Regions from separate parts of the Mus musculus genome. Here region 2 is linked to region 1. The links are chromatin contacts, called in public promoter capture Hi-C maps. All regions are on one chromosome and are shown on one strand. Each heading gives the region's core, a stretch centred on a gene start, on an enhancer-like site or on the middle of the called end of the contact. The rest is flanking DNA. Distances are from core to core; before and after follow the strand shown.

Region 1 (6,223 bases), core at 231-2,730:
GTAAATTTGTGCTTCTTAGTGACACATAAAAAAAAAATTTCCCTAGTATCTATTCAAAATACAGGCAGATATTTAAAACTGCGAGTGATTTAAGTATTTCAATGACTCTGATGTAATACTTTGGAAAGAACTATATTCGAAACCTACTGTCCTTAAGTGCTCCGGGGGGTCAAGCTTTCTTCACACAATTCCGACGCACATCAAAAGTGAACGGTTCTGAATGGTCTTCAAACTTGGAGGTTTACAGCTTCAACTTCACGTTCAAGTCCTTTTCTGTTCTCCTAAATTCAGGAAATTGACCTACTTCTGACGGTTCACCTACTTCATTACCACCGAAGACTTTGTCACCACCGAAGACACCAGGCTCCTCAAAAGAGTGCTCTACTGGACAGTGCAGTGGAGTGGAGGCTACTTCTGGCTTCACCGCTTTCCAACAGAAAGGTCCTTGGTGCTGACTGACAGATTTCTTTTCCCAAACCCCGCCCAAACACAGCTTGCTATTATGCCACAATCACCACAGGTTGTGGGTGAAATTACTCACAGTGGCCCACAGAAACACCTCACAACCTACCCTCCCGAATCACCTCAGGTGCGCCCTTCCCCCACACCCTTCAGAAGATGGCCTCGGGCCCTCGGGCCTTCCCAGGCCTGGGTCCTGTGGCCACCTCCTCGCTACCGACAGACAGGAGTTAGTCCCAGAGCCTGGGAGAACAGAGGAAAGTGGCGAGTGCACCACCAGATCCGATCGGGCGTTGCCTGCAGCTCGCAGATGCCTTTGTCCCTCCCCGTGGAATTGGAACTCAACCACCGCAGCGCGCTCTTGGAACCATGTGCTGCCTCCGCTGCCGCTGCCGCCGCCGCCGCCGCCGCCCGCCCGCGCCGCGACACGACACGACACGCCGCGCCTCAACAGACGATGACAGGCTGGGCGTCACGAGATTCAGCGTTCAGTACGGCTTTGCGGCCGGTGCTGCCCGCGCCACCGCTACCTCAGCCACCGCTTTGTCTCCGTAAGCGCACGCAGCGCGAATCACCTCGCTCACTCCCGACGGCCCGGCCGCCGAGGCCTCCAGCGCACCTTCGGCCAATCACAGAGCTCGAAGTCTTCCCGCCCCCGCCCTGAGACTCCACCTTCTGATTGGCGAGCGACGTCGGTCCACGTGACCGGATCTTGTTTGGCCGGTCCGCCCCCATCACGTGAGGGCGCGCGCCTCTCTTCCTGCTTTCCTGACCCCTCTCGGCCATTTAAAGGAACAGTACCGGGGGCGGGCCGAGAGACGCAGCCGGGACGGTAGCTGCAGAGCAGAGCGGAGGAGCCATCTTGTCTTGTCGCCGGGGAGTCAGGCCCCTAACTCGAAGAAGCCCTGGCGCGCCCTCCCCCCCTCCCCGGTCTGGTAGGGCGAAGGAGCGGGCGTGCGGTCGATCGAGCGATCGGTTGGCGGCTCTTTCTCCTGCTCTGGCATCCAGCTCTTGGGGCGCAGGCCCGGCCGCCGCGGCGCGCGCCCGGTGGCCGTTGGCGCTCGCGCCGCGTCTTTCTTCTCGTACGCAGAACTCGGGCGGCGGCCTATGCTTTTGCGATCCGACGAGGGGTCGTCCGGGTGGTTGGCGGCGGCGGGCAACTCCGCCCCGCTCCCGGGGAGGCGGCGGGGGAAGCTGGGGTGGCCGGGGCTGGCCTGGAGGCCTGGCGCCACCCCTCGGGGCCTGCTAGGACCCAGTTGGAGGGTCAAGAGGGAGCTGGAGGATGGTTGGTGGTGGGCTTCCTCCTTTGCCTTTTCCTACTTATGCCACCTTAGTGGGGAGCGAGAGCGCTGGCGGCAGCTCCGGGGTGGGGATTCGAGCTCCGGAGTCGGAAGATCTGGGTTTGCTTCCGGGCCTAGCCACTCGCTGGCCGAGTGACCTTAGGCAAGTCACTCTGTAATCTGTCTGCGCCTCAGTTTCCTCCTCTGCCTATCAGTGTGTGTATGGAATTGGAAGCTCTCTTCAAAAGTGTCGGTTTACAGAAAGATGATTATTGTTTTTTTTTCCTTTGAGTTGCAAGAAGTCATAACAATTGCTCATTCCCTGAAATTAAATTCGGGAACCTTTTATTGGAGTTGGAGATGGGAAGGTTCCCTGAACTTCTTCTGTACAGAAACACGTGGGAAAGTGTTTTCTAGGGGGATGAGTAGATCCTTCAGTAGCGAGTTTTCAAAGGGGGCTATGACCCAGAAGAGTTTAGAACAGTTTTTGCCACCGGGAGGAAACTGAGGCCTACATGTCATCTGGGACCCTTCACAACCAATATGAAGCCCCCATTTGAGTCCCTGGTATATGTGAGCTGCTTCTTACTGCATAATGGCTGTTTCAGGTACCATCACTTCACTGCTTGGCTTTTAGTCAAAGCCCTTTCCTTTCACCATAGGGTGCCTGAAGGGTGGCTGATGCCTATGGTACAATGGCACCCACTAGAAAGCAGCTACAATTAGGAGTGAATGTGTCCTCGAGTAACAAGAAGTGTAATCTCTGGCCCAGCGATTGTTTTCTGCTGCTCGTACTGGTGCCTGACTACTTTTCTCTCGTTAACTATTTTTTTACAACCATGATTGACACCCATTATTTGCTCCTATTTTATATCCCTGGTTTTCGTGGTTGATAGTGAACAGGATTATTTTTAAATGGTGCTGCCAAAACCAGTTAATAGTGCACATGGATTTTTAGCAAGAGGGCTACTTGGAACAGACTGAACCAGGCGTTGGATTCCTGAAAATGTTTGGGGTTTTTTTTTTTTTTTTTTTTTTTTTTTTTTTGGGGGGGTTTTTTGTTTTGTTTTTTAAATTGAAGGCTAAAGTTTTTGAAAAAACTTTGTTGGACTCTGGCTGGGACACAAAATCAGATATTTGGAATCATTTTGAAGCTTAACTTTTTCCTAACCAGCCTTGTATTCTAATTGCTTGCAAATGTGAGACTGAATGGCCAAAATGCCGTTTGTTTGTTTGTTTATTGTCAGCTGCTTTTATCAAATTCCAGGCCATTATCCAGCAAACACTATTAAAATGTTTGAACAGTTGGGTTTCAAACATTTTTGTTTTGTGGAGTGGTGCTTATTAAGTGGTACAGCTCTCTAAGCAAGTGAACACAAACATATTTAAGTGTATTTTGTATGATTAGATGTTACCAATTCTGATATTTTATTCAAATGTCTAAAAAAATAAGTTGACTTATTCCCTTTACCAAAGGGCCAGAGACAAATGGTTTCCTTTCAAGAGAAATGACTGTTTTGAAGAAAAACTCTGTTGGTCTTAGCTCTTTTGTAATTAAATCTGGATGTACCTCAAAAGACTCTTTAAGACTGTGGTGTTAAAAGGCTTTCCTCTGGAGAAGGAGAAAAAATAAAATCAACTGGAACTTAAAAGCTTGAAATTCCATGACAAAACACAGATGTCCAGGATTGGAGGTTCATAAAGTACATGCAGTAGTTGGAGTGGATTCCATTTTCAGTGTAGCTGCCACCATGGACTCCAGGCTCCCAGATTTTCAAGAACTGGACCTGTGACCCAGAAGAGCTTGTCAAGATATGACAGGAACTCTGGAGGTGGACGTTTTGTATTCAATTTTGGAACTGTTGATCTTGCCGTGAGAAAAGAGAGACACGACTCACCAAGCACTGCCACCAGCACTGTCACTGGGAACTTGAAGATCCAAGTTTCTGTCCAGAACCTCAGTGCAAACTGACAACACTCCATCCAAAGTGAACTACGGTACTTGCCATTTTCCAAAATGCCTTTTCATTTCTGCACTTTTGCTATTCATACTCTCTACCCTGGAAATGCACTTCTGTGATTCTTCACCTGGCAGATCTCTGCAATTTCATAAAACTAAGATGCTCTCTAACCCTGTAACTCTCTTAATATTAAAAAGAACATCTTTAGGATAACTTTAATCTCTTATATGCAGAGTCTGGTTCATCACATGCATTTGGTTATTTGTTTGTTTGTTTTCCATATAGCAAACACTGAAAGAGTCTTGGTTTTATGTATCTTTGCCCAAAAATACCATCATTTCTAGTGAAGCCTTTTGAAAAGCAGGGACCCTTAATCCTCAGTGTATGTATAATTGCTACATTATAATTAACATTACTCTAGATATATGAGTTGATTAGATTTCATGTTTTCTTAATCCTAGATTTAAAAAAAAAAAAAAAAAACTAGGAAACCGTATGACCTAAAAAGAAACTGAATCAAATTGTTATAGTTGAGAATGGGGACCAACCAAGGCAATATACTGTCTTGCTCAAAATAGAACTTGTTAATGTAAAAGTTAGGGCAGTGTTTAAAGGACAAGAGCATTAAGATGGCACCAGGAAAGTTAAAGGAAAAATTAATATATTACCTAGATATCATTTTTTTGTGTGTGTGCCAATTGTGAAAACTTTTCCTCCCTACCAACTATAATGTCCAACCTAATAGTTGTAGGACTAGAAACCCCCATTATGATATATATATATGAGCACACATTAATGCCCCGGTGTAGCACTCTTAAGGCATTTTCTATTTGTTGCATCCCTGAGACAGTTAACTTTGCCAGGGAACTTTTTGCATTTGTTCATCCAGCTTTTACTCTTTTGCAAATCCTCTCTTTTAGCAATTTCTCTTATCACCATCTAAGCCAGGCTTGTGAATACCTATCACACAGTAGATATGCTGACAGCAGACCCCCATCCCAGTGTTAGACTCCTCTGTTTATAATTCCATGTGTTTGTTACCTTACCTGTTTTTTCCCTGCCCCTTCTAGTCCCGTGCCTCCTGATTGCTGAATGTTCACCTGGACCTGCCAATGACCTTCCTTCTGCTACTCCATCAGCCTACAGACCTGGTACTTGGATTTTTGTCCATGGTGATTCCTTCCACCTTACTACTGAAGAAGACACCATTCCAGTGGACCACTGTGACCCAAGAAGCATTCAGCCATCATGATGTGGCCTTTACCTCCACTCCTGTCCTACTCTGCCCAGATTCAGCACAGCCCTTTATAGTGCAGTCAAGAGTCTTCAAGCCAAATAACTGAAGCTATTTTATCACAACAAAGGCCAGGTTTATTCCATAAATGTACAGTTCATTTCTGCAGTTTATTCTTCAGAGACACATAGTAAATTTGGACCAGGGGATTTTGTTTTGTTTATATTGTCAACACTGTCTGAAGAAAGGCATCTCTGAGAACAGCATTGGACCCTACTCCACAATCTCAAATGATTGAAGTTTCATAAACTGCCTAGGATCCTGTCAAGGCCACTGGACTCTTGTTCTTTTCCTACTTCAAAATCTGTAGCTGTCTACTAAATGACAAAGCAGATATTCTGACCCATTGGGATCAAAACCAAGGCATTTTGAATTCCTCATAGTATCATCTTCGGGTTACTCAGGAACCAAAACTTTTCACACCAATTTAAGAAATTCTACTGAGGAATCCCTTTACCTAACCATCTCACAAGGCTTCAACCAGATTCCTGAAAAGGCCTCTTGATATATCAAGATAGAACCTACATGGTAATCTCCTCTTTTTATAGCACTTTACAGGTTCAAAGCACTTTCATATACATGTATGCCGATGACCAACATAGTCAACACCACTTTTTGAAATGAGAGGACAGAAGTTGTTTAAGTACTTAGCAATTCCTAGGTGACACAGTGGTAGAAGTGAGTCCTTCTGACTCCCAGTCCAGTATTACCCTTGGCATTATCTTAGCCTTCACTTTATCCACAGTATTAAAATCACTGGAGACTGATGCATCTGCTTCCAATTTACATGGTGCCCTTATTAGAGCACAGTGCTTGAAGTGCAATTGTGATAACTACGCTAGACCAGAATCCCTTGATGACCTCCCTAAAGTGTAGGAATAAGCAGTCTCCGTGGTGGTTGATGATTTGGTTTTTAAAAAAATACACAATATGAAACAAAAAAGTTTTTGGATTTTCTTGTTCATTTTCATGGTCTCCCCAAAAAGTAATTAACTACAGATTTGCATTTGTTTCTGTTAATTGCTTTAAGTTTTGTTAATGTTCCTGAACACAGAAAGCTTACCTATAGTCTTCTGTCCCCAAATTAATAGGTAGAATGAGCCATTTGCTTTTATATATGTATGTAATTTATCGTTTTTGCTATCCAATGACGTGATAAAATATGTAGTATGTGTTTCCGCACAAACAGTGCAGTGTAGTATATTAAGGTCTCAAGATGTGCAGCAAAG
Region 2 (6,687 bases), core at 4,100-6,599, about 14 Mb before region 1:
GTGTGAGTGTGTGTGTGTAGGCATACACATCCATGCTGCCGTCAGAAGAGGACTTCAGTACCCTGATTTATCCCGTGTGTGTGTGTGTGTGTGTGTGTGTGTGTGAGTGTGTGTGTGTGTGAGTGTGTGTGTGTATAGGCATGCACATCCATGCTGACGTCAGAAGCGGACTTCAGGTACCCTGATTTATCACTCTCTCCTTTGTTTCTCTGAGGAGGGTTTCTTAGTGAATCCTGGCACTGAGCTAAGCTGACAGGAAACCCCAGGGACCTTCCTGTCTCTGTCCCCCACAGGGCATGAGTCAGAGGTGAGCACAGTGCCTGGCTGTTTATATGGCTCATATATAGTTGATTTAAAACTCAGTCCTCCTGCTTGCACAGCAAGCAGTCCCTCAGCCAGGCCTGTACCCATAGACACCATTTTCAAAACGAGAAGTGATGTCTCTTACATATATCCCAACTGTCAGGCACATTTCCAGCTCTTTCTACTAAGTGAAGCTGCCTCCAGGCCAGTAGGAGATTCCAGGAAACATTTCATTACACAGTCCTATTCTGCAAGTCCGAGTCAATAGAAACATTAAAAAAAAAAAAGTCCAAAGCCCAAGAAAGTGGGGGGAAAAATCAGTGCAGGAATGAATTAAAGCTAATTTGCCTTTTCGTTTTAACCTCACTTATATTTTTTGTAAGATAAATACATAGTATCATGTTTCTCCCAGGGTTTCAGCTTTTGAATCAAAGAAGCAGAAACCTAGATGAGTTTACTGTTCAAGAATCAAACTCAAAACATACTAGGTAAAACCAATTTAAACATTCGACGTTGTCACTTGCCCGCAGTGACTCCGCTTTACTCAGGAAGGTTGGCTCAGTTGCACATGGACTTCTGAAGGCAGTCATGTTTACCCTGCTCCCAGACGTTCACAGAAACTAGTAACTGAGAAGATACTACAAAAAGCGCTGGTTTGTCCAGCTCTTTTTATACTGTTAAGTACATTTTCTGTGGAGAGATGGGTAGAATCCAATGGTTACTTTGATAGAAAACTAATTGATTAAAAGTAAAATGATATACTTGGTTAAAATTATCTCACATAAAATCAGCATATGAAATTGATAAATATTGAGTATGGCCATCAATGATACTTTACTTGACCTAGTTTTTTATATTCTTTGCCAGGAGTATACGTCAGCATGACTAAAGAAGCCCATGATCAATAATTGCCATGAGAGCTATTTTTGTTCTGTCTGTGGGCAGGTCGACTGCAGCTTGTCAGTATTTCCTCCTCCACAACCTGGCACTACTTAATTAACATGAAAAAGTATAGTTAGGCAAATGCTAGCAAGCAATGACTTTAGTAGCACCGTAGCTAAATCACCAAACCAGCTTACCACCAATTTTCAACCATGATTTCATTTTTCAGGGCTGTCTTTGTCCATATGGCACCTTTAAGTTCATTAGGAAAAAGAAAAGTTGTCTTCTAAGTTGAAGTTTCAGGTAAGGATGATGAGATGGCACTTCACTTGGCTAGACACTGGTCATGTGGCCCAACAAACTGTCCAACTAGGGAAGGAAGTGCTGCCTTCCATTCATCTTTCCTTCCTTCCTTCTTTTTTAATTTTTATGTGTATGGGTATCTTGCCTACAAATATGCCTGTACATTAGGTGCATGGCTGCTGCCAAAGAAAGCCACAAGAGAGCATTAAAGCCCCTAGAACTGCAGTTACTGACAGCTGGGAGCTGCTATCTGGGTGCTGGGCATCAAACCTGGGTCATCTGGAAGAGAAGCTGGTGTGCTTAACCTCCAAGTCATCTCTCTAGCGCCCTACCCTCCATTTTTAATTATTTGTTTATGTTTGTTTGTTTGTTTGGTTGGTTGGTTGGTTGGTTTTTGAGATAAGATTTCACAATGTAGCTCTGGCTACTTTGGAGCTATGTGAACCAGGCTGGTATCAAACTCACAGAGATCTTCCAGCCTCTGCTGCCCGAGTGCTGGTATTAAAGGTGTATGCCAAAGTGCCCAACCTTCTTCCCTTTGTTTCCATCCACTTCTTTAGCAATAAGATAAAGCACAACATGGGCAGTAGCTGATCTGCTCCTTGTATATATTTTCTTGGGTGCATAGGGTTTGGAGCAAGCCTTTGAGACAGGGTTTCTCTGTGTAGCCCTGGCTGTCCTGGACTCACTCTGTACACCAGGCTGGCCTCGAACTCAGAAATCCACCTGCCTCTGCCTCCCGAGTACTGGGATTAAAGGCGTCTGCCAACATGTGTTTTGTTTTCAAGACAGGGTTTCTCTGTATAGCCCTGGCTGTCCTGGAACTCACTCTGTACACCAGGCTGGCCTCGAACTCAGAAATCCACCTGCCTCTGCCTCCCAAGTGCTGGGATTAAAGGTGAGCGCTACCACGCCTGGCTGGAGCAAGTCTTGATGTAATCCATTATAACTATAAGTATTCCACCTGGCCCAACAGTTCTTAACTCTGGTACCCACTAAAATCAATTAGCAGAAGACCACATTTCTACAGAACAATGCATGGGTATTTTAAATCTTGTATATAACCATCATTAGCAACCAAACACAAGAACAAACCTTGATGCAGTGAGAACCAGTGATTATCGATTTAACCCACATGCTTTTCTATTGAAGCCCAAACAAATACCACATGAAATTCTGAGAGGTGCTTTGTTTCTAATATTTTACTTGGATTTTGGAGCACAGTACCTCGATGGTAGCGTCAGTAATTACTCGTGGGATGGAGAGGAAGTAGACCTTCGAAGTTGTTGCCCCCGTGGTTCAGATTACGTATTACAATTTCTTTTGTAGCCCTAGTTACATTTCCTACATGCTCTTTTAGAAACACATATTACTTTCACTAAGAATAAATAAATGAATAAATAAAACTTTGCTAGGATTCTTCAGAAATTAGAAGAGATGAAAACCATTTCACTTCAAATAACTATTACTAAACAGAATTAAAAAATTGTAATTCTTGGGAAAGCAAAAGACCACAAGCCTATTCAAGCTTTCTGGCTGAGGGCTGACTGGCATTTGCTCCTCACGTTTCACTTTAAAGTTTCTGTTAGGCCAATGTCTCCCGTGTTCAGAGTCCTTACCCCACACACTGACTGGCAATCCCTCCACCAGTATTTAAAACTGAGTTCCAAGTTCATTCAGACTCCATTCTTTTAATAAATGTGTACTGAGTGGCTGGTCCTTACAAAGAACAGGAGAAGACCCTGCCCTTGCTCTCCAGCTTACTATCTAGAAATGAGACAGACTGTTTACTTCTGGCACAGATGGTCAGTATTATAGGAGTGGAATGTACTGAAAGGTTCCTTGAGCAGAGATCAGAAGGGGCTTCCTAAATCAGATAATCTGAACTGGCCACTGGACCAGCAACAGATGAAGGACATAAGGCAAGGCAGGAAGGATCAATCTATGTTTAGAATCTCCAAGTCCAATACCTGGCTATAGAGTAGGAACTAAACCGGAAAACAGGCTCTCAGCAAAGTTCAGGGAAGGACTGTGCTCCACATACCTTGCCCTGCAAGCTTATCTATCCTCTACCTTCCCTAACCTCTTATCAGCTCTCAACACCTCCGTGTGGCTGCAATTTGTTCCATTCAACTCAAATAGAAACATTTTAAATACTGTAACGAACTATAAAACTGTTACTTTGCCACAACTCAGCACTGTGGCAGGAGACCTGAACCCCAGCCCATTGAGAGCCTTGTTTGAGGATTATCAGTTTGAGGCCAGCTGAGTAACATAGAAAACACACACACACACACACACAAAAGGAAGAAAGGAAGGGAGGGAAGGAGGGATAAAGAAAATGTCAATTATTGTCCCCATTCTGTAATTGGCTCACTGGCAGCTGGATACGAAACCTGTAATCTAGTCTTGCATTATCCGCCTAAAAGTCCTTCAGTGGTGTCCTGTTTTCCTTAAAGCAAAATGAAGGACAAATCTGTGGAATGTCTTACATATCTTGCAATGGTCATTACTTATCCCTTATGAATGTGTATTTTATTTTATTTTACGGGGGTTGTGGTTGTTGCAGATAGGGTTTCAAACTGAAATTCTCCTGCTGTTTTCTCTTGATTGCCGTGAGTAAAGGTGTGCAACACCACTTCTAGCTCGTGTTTTTCTTTTTTAAAAAGATAATAAACTACCTTCCACCATTATCACTGAGCTTTCTCACATGCTGTTTTTTGTAAGAAACTTCATACTCTACTCTAAATTTGCTTTAGTTAGTTTCTACTCGTCCTGCATCTGTTTTTACTTTTATAGACCTGCACATTAGAAAACTCATCTTGATGAGTTTACATGTATGTATGCATTCTTGGTCTGGCTGTTGGACTGTCTCCCCCAACAGAAAATAAACTCCATGATATAGCTGGCATTGCAATTCCCATGCCTGGGACTATCAGGCATTGAACTGACACTTCTTGAAAGGATGTGGTATTTACTAGTTCGTCATCAACTTTGTTGTAGGTATCCCGGTGCCTCCTTTGGTTTTGCTTGTATGAAATGTGGGTTTATTGCATATATCTACTAGTAGACTACGACAACTGCTAACAGCCTATAAGGTCCAAGAACGTTGCCACGAAATGTTAACTTCACTTCCCAGAAACCTTGCAACGGACTGCACGGAGGATGGTGGGAGGAAGAGGCTGCAGTGAGAGCCTAGTTTGAAGTATTTCTCAATCTGTCACCTCCTTTCTGTTTCTGCTGGAGCATTGAGGAATCAGACCCTAGATCACGCAAACCCAAACGGTCCAAGCCTGCACCCACCTCCCGCAGCAGCTTGAGGTCCCCGCGCTGGATCTCGTACACCTGGATAACGCCGGTGCCCCGGGCAAAGTTGCCCATCGTCACGAATTTGGCACTGCAGGGCACCCATTTGCTGTCGAACACTGTGTAGTTGAGGCCCTTTTGAATGTGGACAATGATCTGAGGCTTCTCGAAGGTGGACATGGTGTAGATGCAACCAAACGCTAACTTGGTAACCAGACTGCAAACAGATCAGGGGCAGTTTGTCCCTCCCTAGCCGCATTCTACCCGGAAGCCTTAGCAAGTTGGGCTTGGATGCCTCCGAAAATGCCGTGTGAGCTACTGAGACCGCAACAGATGCTTCTCCACACATGGCACAAGCTAATTTACTGCCGTTACCACAACGACTTTACATAGACACAGTAAAGACTGTGAATGCTTCGGCTGCGAGCGTATGAGGGCACGGAGACATTAGCAAACAGGCATATCCCAGGACAGCAATTCCGAAACGCGGACCAATCCAGCCTTAGGCCCCTGGCATGGACCCCGCCTAGGAAAAGGGGTGGTGTCTTCAAATCGATTGGTGGAGGCTGGCGCATGCGCTGTACAACCACGCACGTGTTCCTCTAGTCGTACTTGCCGGGATTGATCTTGGCCGAGATGGAGACGCAAAGCACCGGAACGGAGGACGGCTTTACTCCCGTCACGCACAGAGGGGGCCGCCGGGCGAAGAAACGACAGGCTGAGCAGTCGTCAGCGGCGGGACAGGATGGAGAAGCCGGACGCATGGACACGGAGGAGGCGCGGCCGGCGAAGAGGCCGGTCTTCCCGCCGCTCTCCGGGGATCAGCTCCTGGTGGGGATCAGGACGGGACGGGACGGGGCGGGGCGGGGCCCGGGCGTCCAGGTGAAAGGGTCGGTTCTCGGTTTTGTTTTGTTTTGTTGTTTTGGGGGGTTTGTTTGTTTGTTTGTTTTTTCGCCTAGGCCCGCATCTCTCAGTCGCCTCCTGAGTGTGTATGTTTTTATTGCAGACTGGGAAAGAAGAAACGAGGAAAATTCCCGTCCCAGGTAACAGATACACACCGTTGAAAGAAAACTGGATGAAGATATTTACTCCGATTGTAGAACATTTGGGACTTCAGATACGCTTTAACCTGAAATCAAGGAATGTAGAAATCAGGGTAAGGAAGAGGGTAGCCATTTCGTAGCCTACCATTTCGTAGTTTCAGCCTTAATAAAAGTAGACAATGATACACGGTAGTGCCTAAACAAGTGGTAATTGTAGGTACTTTCTTCAGTGTAAGTGCTCTTTTTGGAGGAAACGTGTGCCACTTAGAAAAAAATGTAAATTAATTCCTTTATTTTTTTTTCAGTAGATCTTCGGTGTCAGTGCCAAATTAATTTTCCCATATCACAATGCTTTTATTATGGTATTCTAGCCTCCTCGGCATTCCTAAGGGATAAAGGCCAGACACTTGACTAAGCCTGCCTTTCAAGTAGGAGACCCAGTTGTGTTTGTTTCCCTTTTTTTTGTTTTTTTTTGTTTTTGGTTTTTTTTTCCCCTGCCAGTATCTTTGGTGGCTCTGGTCTCTGGAGAAGGCCACTTTCTCTGCTGTCTTCTTACTTCAGTTCCAGTCAGCTTTCAAGAGAACTCAAGCTCTCTTCAGAAGTTTATACATTTCTGTTCTACTTTAGCTGCCTTGTTTACTGCAGGGTCATTGGTTTGTGTTCTTAGTATTTGCTGATACCATATATCAGATGCACAGTGATAGCTTAACGTATACCACATCATTTGTTCCTTAAGGTATGACATAGATGATATACACCCATAGACATGAGAGTGCTGGAGGATTAGGCAGGGGTGAGAAAACTTAAATCCTAGATGTTCATGGGACTTGCCGAGAGTCATACATAGGGT

Evidence for each region. Promoter capture Hi-C pulls out the DNA fragments that hold promoters and counts their contacts.
Region 2: a contact with region 1 is called in a promoter capture Hi-C map of pre-B cells. The contact joins the promoter of Pno1 here to the promoter of Tug1 in region 1. A contact is called at or near these places in 1 of 39 promoter capture datasets (pre-B cells) and 1 of 484 Hi-C or Micro-C datasets (B cells).

What each region holds. Positions count from the first base shown.
Region 1 is chr11:3,644,071-3,650,293 of GRCm38.p6, reverse strand. Tug1 (taurine upregulated gene 1) reads left to right here and starts at 1,480. Exons shown (of 4, transcript NR_002321.2): 1 at 1,480-1,541; 2 at 3,216-3,737; 3 at 4,771-5,522. It overlaps Morc2a (microrchidia 2A), which reads right to left and starts at 857. Exons shown (of 27, transcript NM_001159288.2): 1 at 148-857.
Region 2 is chr11:17,210,251-17,216,937 of GRCm38.p6, reverse strand. Pno1 (partner of NOB1 homolog) reads left to right here and starts at 5,349. Exons shown (of 7, transcript NM_025443.2): 1 at 5,349-5,625; 2 at 5,801-5,950. The coding sequence starts at 5,431. It overlaps Wdr92 (WD repeat domain 92), which reads right to left and starts at 5,045. Exons shown (of 8, transcript NM_178909.4): 1 at 4,792-5,045. The coding sequence starts at 4,974.